Regions from separate parts of the Sus scrofa genome. Here regions 2 and 3 are each linked to region 1. The links are chromatin contacts, called in public Hi-C and HiChIP or PLAC-seq maps. All regions are on one chromosome and are shown on one strand. The core of a region is the stretch at or near the end of the contact, and the rest is flanking DNA. Distances in the headings are between cores, read along the strand shown. Region 1 holds the start of IRF2BPL (interferon regulatory factor 2-binding protein-like). Region 2 has its middle 59 kb from the start of IRF2BPL. Region 3 holds the start of CIPC (CLOCK-interacting pacemaker).

Region 1 (3,601 bases), core at 451-2,950:
TGCTGGAACCATCGACGTGGTTGAGCTGTTGTTGCTGCTGCTGCTGTTGCTGCTGCTGCTGTTGTTGCTGCTGCGCAGCGGCCGCTGCCGCCGCCGCAGCCGCCGCCGCCTCCTTAGCCGACAGGGCCACCGTCTTGACCCCGACGGGCGGCGGCGGCCCGGGGGAGCGGCCGTCCTGGAAGCAGCCGTGCGCCCGCTTCAGCTGGCGCGCGGTCTCGATCACAAACTCGATGCGATCCGCGCCCTCGTAGTTGACGCAACCGCGGCATACGGGTTCCGAGAAGTCCCAGATCATGGCCCAGGGCATGCGGGGCAGGTCGCACAGGTAGCAAGATTGTCTCCGGGACGAGGACACCTGCGCCGCCGACATGATGCCGGCCCTGGGGAAGGTAGGCCCCCGCCCGGGCTGTCTCCGCGGCGCCTTCTCCTCCCGGAGGGCTGGCCGGCTGGGGAGGGAGTCTGGCTGCGGGGGAGGGAGGGGGGGCGAGAAAGTTCTGCCCCAGGGGCTGGAGGGAGCGCGAGTCTCCACCGCCGGCGCAGCGCCTCTCCGCGGGGGCTCCAGCGCCTGGGCGGCGGACGAGTCCAGCCCGCTCCTCGCCCCCACCTCCTACTGCGGCTGTCTCGTCGGGAGGGTAGCTCAGGCGCCTTCTTCCTGGTGTCGCGGACCTGGACTGGAAGCTCCGGGCCCGGGGGGAGGGGGCGAGGGTGCCGGGTGCTGGCCGCTGTGGGTTCTTGGCCCCCTCCCCGGAGTGGCTGGTGCGTGGAAGCTCGAAAGGGGCTGTCTCTTCCTCTCCTCTTGGAGGGGGGGCGCCCTACGACCTGCGTCCTCTCCCCGCCAGGCTCCCTGGGGCGAAGGCTATAGAGGGTTCAGTGCCACCCGGTGCCCGGGTCCAATCTTGCTGAAGTCGCTGCTTCCCGGGAGGGCCGGGGGAGGGGTTGGCAGCCGAGAGAGGAGCTTCTCCCCTCCGCAGCGTCGGCCGTTCCGCTGGCGGCGGCTGGGTTTGCACGGCCGGAGGGAGCCGCCGCGGCCACTGCTTCCAGGATGCACGCGAGCAGAGTAGAGGAGTGCACGCACGCAGGCTCCCGCCGCCCCCAGGCCTGGCGGGCGCCCGGGCCGCCGCGGCTGGCGGCGCTCACGTTGGCTGCAGGGCGCTCGCGCGGCGCCTCGGCCCGGGTCGCATCCCTTCCCGCTCACACTCGCCCGGAATGTGGGGTTGTGATTGTTACTCTACGTTCCGGAGGCGCGTCTCGGCGCTCCCGCTCGCGCTGCGGCTCGCGCTGTCCCGGGCTTGGCCGCGCGGGATGCCGCCCGGGCGGAGCGCTGACGTCACCGCCATGCTCTGCACCAGTTCTCCCCCCCTCCCCTTTACACTTCCTCTGTGGAGCCCACTTGTTGCTCGGGAAAGGCGCATGCGCGGCAGAGAGCCCAGATTCCTCCCAGTCGGCCCCTCCTCCGCGCCTCCGCCCTCCCCTCCCCCCTCGCCGTGTGTGTACAACAGCTGAGGCCCCGCGAGCTAAGGCTGGAAGTCCAGGGCTGGGGGTGGAAATTAAACAGACGATGACCTTTCCTTTCCCCGCCCGGCTTTCCCAAGTAAAAACGCATTTAAAAACCACAAGCGTCGTTTCCGATCCCGCTCCCCACCCCACCCCTGGCAGCGGATTTAAATGTCCTGTTTCAAGATTTTCGCCTTGAATTCCACGTAGGTATTATCCATTTCATCGGCAATCAAACCTTTCCCCCCGCCCCCCCTGTGGAGGTCACATCTTTGCTACCACTGATGCCGAAGCACCTGTAAAATTAGCTGTGTTCCAGTCTTCCAAAAATTGCCTTTTCGCTTTGTTTTTGTGCCCTGGTCTAGGAACCTGCGCTTCAACAACGGAGCTAAATGAATTCAGGGGGAGATACCCCTCCCCCAAGCCGCACTCTAAAAATTTTGGCTGAATGTCTAAAGAAGCTATGAGCACCCGGAGGCCTTTAAGGAAAACAGTCCACTGGCTGCACACAGCTGCAGCTGGGGGCAGGGAGGGGGAGGTGCTGGAGAGACCAAACAGGTGAGTGGTTTTTCCGGGTTTGATTTAAAAAAAAAAAAAAAAAGGTGGGCTCAACATTTAATAGTATTGATATCTCTTTGTAAAACAGCCGCAGTTTTCAAAGTTCCTTCTCATGTGCTGTGATTTCATTCCATAGTGCTCCAGAAGGCTGAGCAAGGCCCCCATCACTTCTCATCATTATTGTTGATTGCAGACCAGATGTGTTGGTCATAGGGCTAGTTGGGGCATTTCAATTGATTTTTCTAAGTATTGGGTCTGCTTTCCCCCCACCATGAAAATTGAGACAATCCTGGACAAGGCTGGAGTGGGGGCAGACAATATAATGGAATTTCAGGTTCCGGAGCCTGGCACACTAGGTTGGAATTTCCTCTCTATCACTTACTGGCTTTGTGACCTTGAGTTAGTTACTTACCCTAAGATAATAACATCTGTTTTCCATCTGTAAAATGGGATCAGAGCTCCCAGCTTATTAGAACTGTTTTAAGATTTCATTTTGTTTCTTGTCCTGATGGGAGGCAACTCACTGAGACTTGTTGGAAGCCAGATACTGTTAGGTGGTTTAGTTGCATCATCATTACATTCTCAGTATTATCTGCAAGGTAGATTCTATTATTAACTCTGTTTTACAAGTTCCGAAAGTAGAGAGGTTAAATAAGTTGCCCAAGGTCACACAGCCATTAGAGACAGAACTGGGATCCGAATCCAGAAAAATCTGCTTTGAAAGGTGGCTTTGACAAGCTTAGGTTCTCAGAGATGGTTTGGGAGTGCTCAAAATGTCCATCATGCCCCCCCCCCATTTGTTGCATACAATCTCATGTAAAGTTCTGTGCAAATACATCTTCATAATTAACCCCCCCCATCCTCCCCTTCCAAATAGATTGTGCCACTGAATTCTTCCACATACAGAAGTGGTGGATCTGCCACTGCCCAGACTGTAGCACAGAGTCAGGTTCACAGGAAGTCATCAGAAAGGGTTGGTTATTATTAGTATTGATATTAATATTGGTACTATGACAGATTAACATGTGGAAGTACTTTGTAAATTGCACAGAATGTAGGGATCCCAGCTCTTGTCACTGCTATTACTACTAATTATAATAAAGTTCAGTTGAAGCAACAAGGAGTATTTATTTTTATTTTGCTACTTGACCTTCAGAACCTGTTCCCCCAGTCCAGCCCTTCTCAGCACCCCAATCTCCCACTCATTCTGGGGCCCTACGTGCAAAAGAAGGGGAGCTTTTAAGAATAGGGAGAAAGGGGGATGGAAGAATCCAAGGGAGCCCCTCTTTCATCTGAAAGCAGCCAGATTTCTGTTTTTGCAAAACAGTGAGCTCACTGTGCACTCCCCAACAATAATAAACTTTCCCCGGCTGGCTGGCTCCCGGCAGTGATTCTTCTGTAAGAGCTGCTGGGAGCATTGCCTCACCCTCCCAGACTTCATCTCTCCCCACAGCACAGCCACCCTGGAGTGAGTCAAAAACACAGGGCTAGGAACTGGAGTGACATCCCCACCAGCCCCAGGCTCGAGGCTCCTTACCTTTGACTTGAC
Region 2 (3,601 bases), core at 542-3,041, 59 kb before region 1:
TAGATATTAGTTGTGTTCATTACTGATGAGCTACCATGGGAATTCCAACCCACTCCAAATTTATCACCAAATATCAAGAAGCTATGAGTAGGAAGACAAGAGGAGGTGGGAGGGAGCCAATGAAGTGTACCCCTGGCCAGCTGGGCCCCCATAAAAATGACACAGGTACTGTGTCCCTGGGAAGCTCTGTGTCCACTGAGCCCCTTAGAACCTCCAGACAGTCTCAGCCTTGTGGGGCTTGTGTGTAAAGGAAAGTGCCAGAGATGCCTTCTATGGAGCATGTGGCCAGTGTGGCCAGGTCCTCTGCATTCAATATCTACTCACCTCATCTGCTTACTTAAAGGAGGGCCTGCAAATCAACACCCTCCCCAGTAGCCATGGCTCAGCAAACAAGGGCTCGTAAAAGAAGCTCTGTAGGGAGTACAAACCAACAGAACTGCAATAAACCTGCATACCTGATTTGGACACTAAGATGGTCAAAACAAAACAAAACAAGGGCGCATCTAGGTTACAAACGCACGTCTGTGTGTGAGGACCAGTACCACTTTGTCTGGGCACCTGCTCTCTTGGGCCATGGGCATCTGAGGACAGTGTATGTTTGGGTGGAACACCCCCGCCCCCCACTTCTTGTTTCCAGTACTATTTTTTTTTTTTGTCTTTTTGCCTTTTCTAGGCCACACCTTAGGCATATGGAGGTTCCCAGGCTGGGGGGTCTAATCGGAGCTGAAGCTGCCAGCCTACACCACAGCCACAGCAATGCCAGATCCAAGCCGTGTCTACGACCTACACCACAGTCACGGCAATGCCGGATCCTCAACCCACTGAGCGAGGCCAGGGATCGAACCTGCAACCTCATGGTTTCTAGTTGGATTCCTTAACCACTGCGCCACAACAGGAACTCCCAGTACTTTCTTATCGCTTCCCTTTTCATCAAATGTAAGCAAGCCCACTGTGCCCTAGTCCTTGGTGGGCTCTGGGAGGTGGGGGAGAATCTAGACAAGAATGGCACGAAGGGAGTTCCTCGATGGCTCAGTGTCACTGCTGTGGCATGGGTTCAATCCTTGGCCCCGGGAACTTACGAATGCTGTGGGTGTGGCCAAACAAAAAAAGGCATGAAAGACAGAAGAGAACCTCTTTGGGAGGTTCCTGTCCCTATTTTCCGTCCTGGGAGCACAGCCCTACCCACCTGCTGTCTAGACTCCTGCCCTTCATCATCCTTTCCACCCAAGCCCCAGAGAGTCGCTTCGACTTCTTAAAGAGCTCTGAGCTCCTCCCCACCTCCTGCTGGTGCCCTAGGTCAGGCCATTGTTCCTCTGCCAGATTGCTGCATGGCACCCCCCCTTAACCTCTCATCCATCTAACCCTCACCATCCCCCTCACCTCCGCCCGCTCCTCCACCCTCCTCGAGGCCCTCCGCAGGCGCAGCCGTCTTTCACTAGCACATCTGGCCTCACCGTTCCTCACCGAAGGGCCTCCCAGAGCCTGGCGTGTCCCCATCCCCGTCCCCTGTCCCCCGCTGGACTAGTGCCACGGCAGCCCCTCCCTCCACGCTGGACGGGCTGAAGCTCGATCTTCCAGAGGTTCGCGCGGCACCTCGCTGGACCCGCAGTCTCCCCCAGGGAGCGCAGCACGGTGCCTAGAACATGGTGGCACTGGCTGGTGACGCGCTGGGCCATGGCGACCGGTCAGATCTTTCCCCCTCAGCGAGCTGGGTAACCATGTGGAGGCAGACGCGGCCCCGCGGAAGGAGCCAGCCCGCCAGGCCCAGGCGGCAGCGGATGTCGCCATGGAAACCGCGCAGCGCCTCGCGGGGCCTGGCCTTTTCGCGGGGCCTTTTTGGCAGGCTTCCTCAGCCACCCTGAAACCCATTCACCCCGGCGAGCCAGGGCCTCGCCCCTGCCCCCGCCCGGCGGTCGGTCCGCGCCGCGGCCCGCTCTTCCTCCCCCACCCCTTCCTCCCCCTCCTCTTCCTCCCAGTCACCCTCCCTTCGGCAGCCTTTGCCAAAGCGCTGGGGGCGGGGAGGGGGGAGAGCTGGGCCAACGAAGGACTCCGATTTTCAATTCTAAGCAGATTTCCCCTCCACAGGCAGCGAGCCCTTTCATGCATTTTCCCCCCTATTATCATAAACGCAGGAACTTGCATTAGGATGAATGAGCAGAAATTCCTGTCTTTGTCAGAGGCTTGGCGGAACGCCAGGCATAGAATGACCTAAAACATTCAGAACTAAATGGAGCTGGAGACGGGGTGGAGATCCCTCGCCAGCGAGAAAAGAAATAGTGGGGGGTGGGGGGTGGCCCTTGTCTCTAATATAATAATAGTGTTCGCTCTGTGCCCAGACACTGGGCTAGGCCCTGTGCACAGATTCTTGTTGAATCTCCCCCAAGTTCCGAGGCCCTATTTCCCCCCCACCCCTTGTTTTTCTAGATGATGAAACAGAACAGGGGCCCCAGATCACACAGTAAGTGACTGATGGAATGGGATTTAAACACTTCAAACTCTGGAGCCTGAACCACAACTTCAAGGTCACCTGCCTGAGGGCTGATTCGTGGCTCTGCCGCCAGTTTGTGTCACCCGGACCCCCAACCCCCCACCTCCTCTCCACCCCTCCTCTCAGCCCTCAGCCTCCCTCTGACAGCTCTTCCTCATTTCCATTTGTCAGTGTAATTTTGCAAATCAGAGTGATTCATCTGCTGGCTGCCCCCAAATCAGATAGAGATGGGAGACCCTTGGGCAGAGGGAAGCGGGGGTGGGTGGGGACAAGAGGGCTCTTCCAGACCCAGTCAAGGCAAGTTTGTGCGGCCTGCAGGGCAGAGCCCTTGCTCTGCCGACATTCATGTCACATTTTTGTCTCTAACATACAAACTCTGACCCTGAGCAAGTGCTCAGTGCATGCTGATTGCGCGTGCGCTGAATGTCCTCTGTTGTCTGGCCCATATACAAGTCCACCCTTTCCCACCCACTCTGTGCCCCGGAGCCTGACCGCTAAGGACCATCAGGGAGCTCTCTTGCTCTCTGGCTTCTGCTTGGATTTAGCCAATGGACCCTGCAGCCAGAGGTTAGAAGCGGGTGGGGGTCTTTATTCCCCCTCAGTTCTCTGCTGGACCATGGGTTGGCAGTGGCTTTCCTTTACCAACGGCCTCAGCTCCTATCCCATTACCCCCTCCTACAGCTCACCTCCGATACACTCTCTTGGCGCCCCCACCACCACCCTGTCTTGAGCCCTGGGATGCTTTTCAGTTCTTACCTTGTCCACCACTTAGAAATTGTGCTCTTGTGGAGCTGCCCCCATCATGCTGTTCCACCCTGCAGTTGTCTGTTTCCTGCCATGACAGGGTCAAACATGAGCTCCTTCTCTCTATCATACCTTCTTGTAGGTGGCAGGAATACATCAGGGAACAAAGCAACCAAAAACCCTTTCCCTCATAGAGCTGGCATGGAGCAAGACAGACAAGAAGCAAACAAACAGAAAAGATACCATGTGGGGATGTGATAAGCGCTACAAATGAATGAACAAACAGATGACAAATCCATGAATGCTATCATTTAGACGTCACTAGACCTTAGACATGATCTAGTTTAAAACCTCTCACTTTACAAATGA
Region 3 (3,601 bases), core at 417-2,916, 57 kb after region 1:
CCTCTCAGTAAATTAGTCTGATTCATTTGGTTCTACTACTAAATTTGTCTTCAGAAATTTAAATTATTGATATAATATGGCCATCTGGTCAGAAGATAGGTAAAATCAGGGAAGTCTGACTTATTTTCATTTTTGGAGGGCTAAAATAATCCTCACACCTTTGCTTATTTCATCTGTTCTCTTTGGGCTGGTATGCATTCTGCTTTCATCTCCTTCCTTACTGTATACCCTTTTACCTGTCCTTTTTTTATTTTTTTAAGGGCCACACCTGCAGCATGCAGAAGTTCCCAAGCTAGGGGTCGAATCAGAGCTGTAGCCTCTTGCCACAGTCACAGCAACGCCAACTACGTCTGTGACCTACACAGTCACAGCAAAGCCAACTACGTCTGTGACCTACACCACAGATACTTAACCCACCGAGTGAGGCCAGGGATCCAACCTGCATCCTCATGGACAGTAGTTGGGTTGTTACCTTGGAGCCACTGTGGGAACCTCTACCTGTCCTTAAAGCTTTACCTTCTGGTCTCTCCACTGCCAACAACAAACAAAACAAGCAGGTTATTCTTTACTCCCTTGATTTTATTAACTAGATTTTGTTCAGATCCCCCTGGCATTTATCACATTCTCGCTCATACTGTTTATCAGAACGTCTTTATTCCCCATACCAGATTCTAAGGTAACTGAAGGCAAAAACTGTTTTAGTCTGCCTCAAGATGAGGCAATATGGCTTAATGGTTTAGGACCAGGGCTTAGTAGTTTCGTCATCATCGGCATAAACTTCAGTGCCCTCCTCTATAAAATGGAAACGTTAACAGCAACTTCATTAATTTGTACAGGCATCACAAGAGAATTCGTGAAAACTGCTTGGCTCTTAATGACTTGCTAATTTTTAACTATGGTTTTCACTCCCTCCATGCCCCAAACAAAAGCCTTACATGCTGTAGGCTATTCGTTGGTGGCCCTTATCCTAATAAATACATTCATGCCCAGTAATGTGTTAGCACTCTCTGTATCTGGAGGACTAACATGATTACCCATGACCTAGCGCTCGCAACTTGGCAAGGCTTGGATTACCAACATAGGGTGATTCCCCCTGCCTCATCATCTAGATCAGCGCCCTCCAATATAACTTTCTGTGATGCTGGCAATGTGCTGTACAAAATCTGCACTGTCCCCAAAGTAGCCATTAGCTACATGTGGTTACTGAGGACTTGAAAAGTGGACAGTTTGAATGTGAAACCCAATTTTTGCATGTTTAAAAATTAGTTTCAATTGTCCCCTAATGATTAGTGGCTATCCTACTGGACAGGGTACCTCTGGAATTTGCCTGGGCTAATTAACACTGTTAAATTCACCCATGTCCTCTTTTTCAACTGCGAAGTTTTTCCTAGTCTAAGAAGTAACCTTCACTGATTCAGCACATCAGAACTTCAACTGATCTTAACCTTTTCTTCAGCTAATACACATGTGCTCCTTGTAATACTTCAAGAAGTGGCGTGAGAAAGAGAATCCATGTGAAACCCAGCACTAAGGTTTGCTGCACAGGACAAAGTGAGTCATACATCAAATGACATGAAATCAGCAGACAAAAATACTGATTGCATCGCTGCCTCGTGAAGCACCGGGAGGGCTGGCAGGGAACGCAAACCAGCCGCCGTGCCAGGCGTGGCAACCACGTGAGCTGTGAGCTGGGCGGTCCGGGCCAGCCTCCTTCGGGCGGAGACAAGGCCAGGCTACCCGCCTGCCCTCCCACGCCGGCCGCTTCCGCTCTTGCTCGCGTGCAAGTCAGCATGGCCTGCTACGCTCCCGAACCCTAAAGGCGTCCTGGCTTACAAGCCGAAAGAGTCATTTCCCCCAGGCAACCCCCACCCCCACCCCCAGGAAAATCACGCCGCCTGCCTTGTCAGCTAGAAGCCGGCGCAGCCCGGCTTCCCCAGGCCCCGCCTCGGAACCGCCCCCGCCCGCCGCCGCTCAGGGCTCTAGGTCCCTGTACAAAATGGCGGCCAGGCCTGCGGAACCAACCATAGAGACTCCCGCCTTCCAAAGACAGAGCGCCGGCTCGTAAGGGCGTTTGCCCCTCCCGGAGAGGCGTGTCGGCGCCCTCTTGCCGAGGGGGCGGGAACACCGTGCGCCTCCGAGTGCCTTTCTAGACCAATGAGCCGTCTCGGTGGTGCCGGGTCCTCCGAGCTGGGTCACGTGGCCGGCGAAACCCGCGGCGGAGGCTGGGGGAGGAGAAATGGGCAGGAGGCCCGGGGATAGCTTGAGATCCCACGACGACGGGGTTGTCATGGAGTTGCTGGGCCGGGCTTGCGCATGCGCCACCTTAGTCCTGAGTTGTCTGGTCGTGGAGCGGCGACCCCGGTCCTAGGTGAGAAAGGGGAGGCTTGAGGGGAAAGGGAAAGGATTTGAGCGAGGAACACGGGGAAAGGAGGTGGGAGGAGGGGAGAGAAGGGAGGCGAGGTAAGCAAGAGGGAGAGTGGGCACTTTCGGGGGACCGAGGGCCAAACGGTGGGACCTGGGGGTGGTGCGTCCCTCCCTCATTCAGTTGGTTGGTTTTGCTGCGAGGGTCGAGCCTGCGTAGGAGAGGAAATCGCGGGTGAGGAGGGGGTTGTGGGGGTGGGGCGGAAATGGGATGAGACCGTTTGGGCCGGTGGGTTCAGGTCTGGCCCTGGGGGCAGCAGCCTGCTGGGCTTCCGGGCGTTGGGGGACAGTCTGGAGGCCAGCCGAGCTGTGAGCAGAGGGGCAGGGAACGGGCAGGTGAGTGGACGCCAAGGCTGGCAACCCTCTGAGGGTCTTGGGCGTCCAATTTGGTGATGGGAGATAGTGCTCCGTTCTGAGCCCGGGGCACAGGTGTGCTGTCTTTCCCAGAGACCTGCTGTCACCCACTTTGCTGGTTATTTCTTCAGGGTGACCACCTTTCCAGGCGTGGTGCCAGGAGGTGGGGAAGTGGAGAGAAGGTGGGCAGAGCCAAGTAAGGAGTTAGTGGTTAGTGTGGGTGGGCTGGGGAGAGCTCTGATCCAGGCCCAGGGCCCAGGCCGCAGCCAGGCTCTCTATTATTGCCCAGTCCTGGCAGTTTGCTCTGGGAGGCTGGTGGTATGCCAGTCACAGCACAGTCCTGGGGTCTGCCCAGTTCTGCCCTGCTGAGCTGGCAGGCTTGTGGATGCCTGGAGGGCGCTCCTGCTGTCTGGCACAGATGCATCGTGGGCTGGTGTGAATGCGGGGTGGGTGGGCACTGAACCCTTCTCCAAGCAGGGGATTTGAGAAAGTAATCTTATCAACTCTTTGAGAGAGAAGAATGGACTGAGCCGTACCTGGTGCCAAACAGAGGATGTTGTATGGAATTGAGGTTCAGGATCTTTGACATGAATTTGCAGCCAGGTTGGAGCATGAAAATGGATGTGAAGGGGAAGATAGATGAGTATTAGAGATTTAGGTAGCTGGGTTTTTTTTGTTTTGTTTTTTGTTTTCACTCCTTTGTTAAAATACACAGACATTCCCCCAGAATGGTATCTCTGAATATGCAGACTAAGAGGAAATGACTTCGGAGAAACCCTAATACTGTATTTATAATTCCAGCTGAGATTACTCACGGCTTTCTGGG

The links. A called contact is a pair of places that touch in the nucleus more often than the background predicts. HiChIP or PLAC-seq counts read pairs in DNA pulled down with a chosen protein or histone mark.
Region 2: an H3K27ac HiChIP or PLAC-seq map of skeletal muscle shows a contact between it and region 1. The contact joins the enhancer-like site here to the promoter of IRF2BPL in region 1. A contact is called at or near these places in 2 of 5 promoter capture datasets (fetal skeletal muscle and liver), 17 of 47 Hi-C or Micro-C datasets (alveolar macrophages, embryonic fibroblasts, epiblast stem cells and 8 more) and 2 of 2 datasets of contacts at active chromatin or transcription factors (alveolar macrophages and skeletal muscle).
Region 3: a Hi-C map of liver shows a contact between it and region 1, with 4 times the contacts expected there. The contact joins the promoter of CIPC here to the promoter of IRF2BPL in region 1. A contact is called at or near these places in 2 of 5 promoter capture datasets (liver and skeletal muscle), 10 of 47 Hi-C or Micro-C datasets (adipocytes, embryonic fibroblasts, fibroblasts and 5 more) and 2 of 2 datasets of contacts at active chromatin or transcription factors (alveolar macrophages and skeletal muscle).

What each region holds. Positions count from the first base shown.
Region 1 is chr7:100,122,120-100,125,720 of Sscrofa11.1, forward strand. It overlaps IRF2BPL (interferon regulatory factor 2-binding protein-like), which reads right to left and starts at 1,701. Exons shown (of 2, transcript XM_001928316.6): 1 at 1-1,701. The coding sequence starts at 370.
Region 2 is chr7:100,062,765-100,066,365 of Sscrofa11.1, forward strand. No RefSeq gene overlaps it. Among named protein-coding and RNA genes, the nearest start is that of IRF2BPL, 59 kb to the right of the region's middle. Within about 2 kb of position 1,792, at least 63 of the 83 cell types and tissues checked have an H3K27ac peak or open chromatin away from gene starts, as enhancers often do. A contact at or near this core is called in alveolar macrophages, epiblast stem cells, fetal skeletal muscle and 5 more, where this site is marked.
Region 3 is chr7:100,178,723-100,182,323 of Sscrofa11.1, forward strand. It overlaps CIPC (CLOCK-interacting pacemaker), which reads left to right and starts at 1,667. Exons shown (of 4, transcript XM_013978333.2): 1 at 1,667-2,368.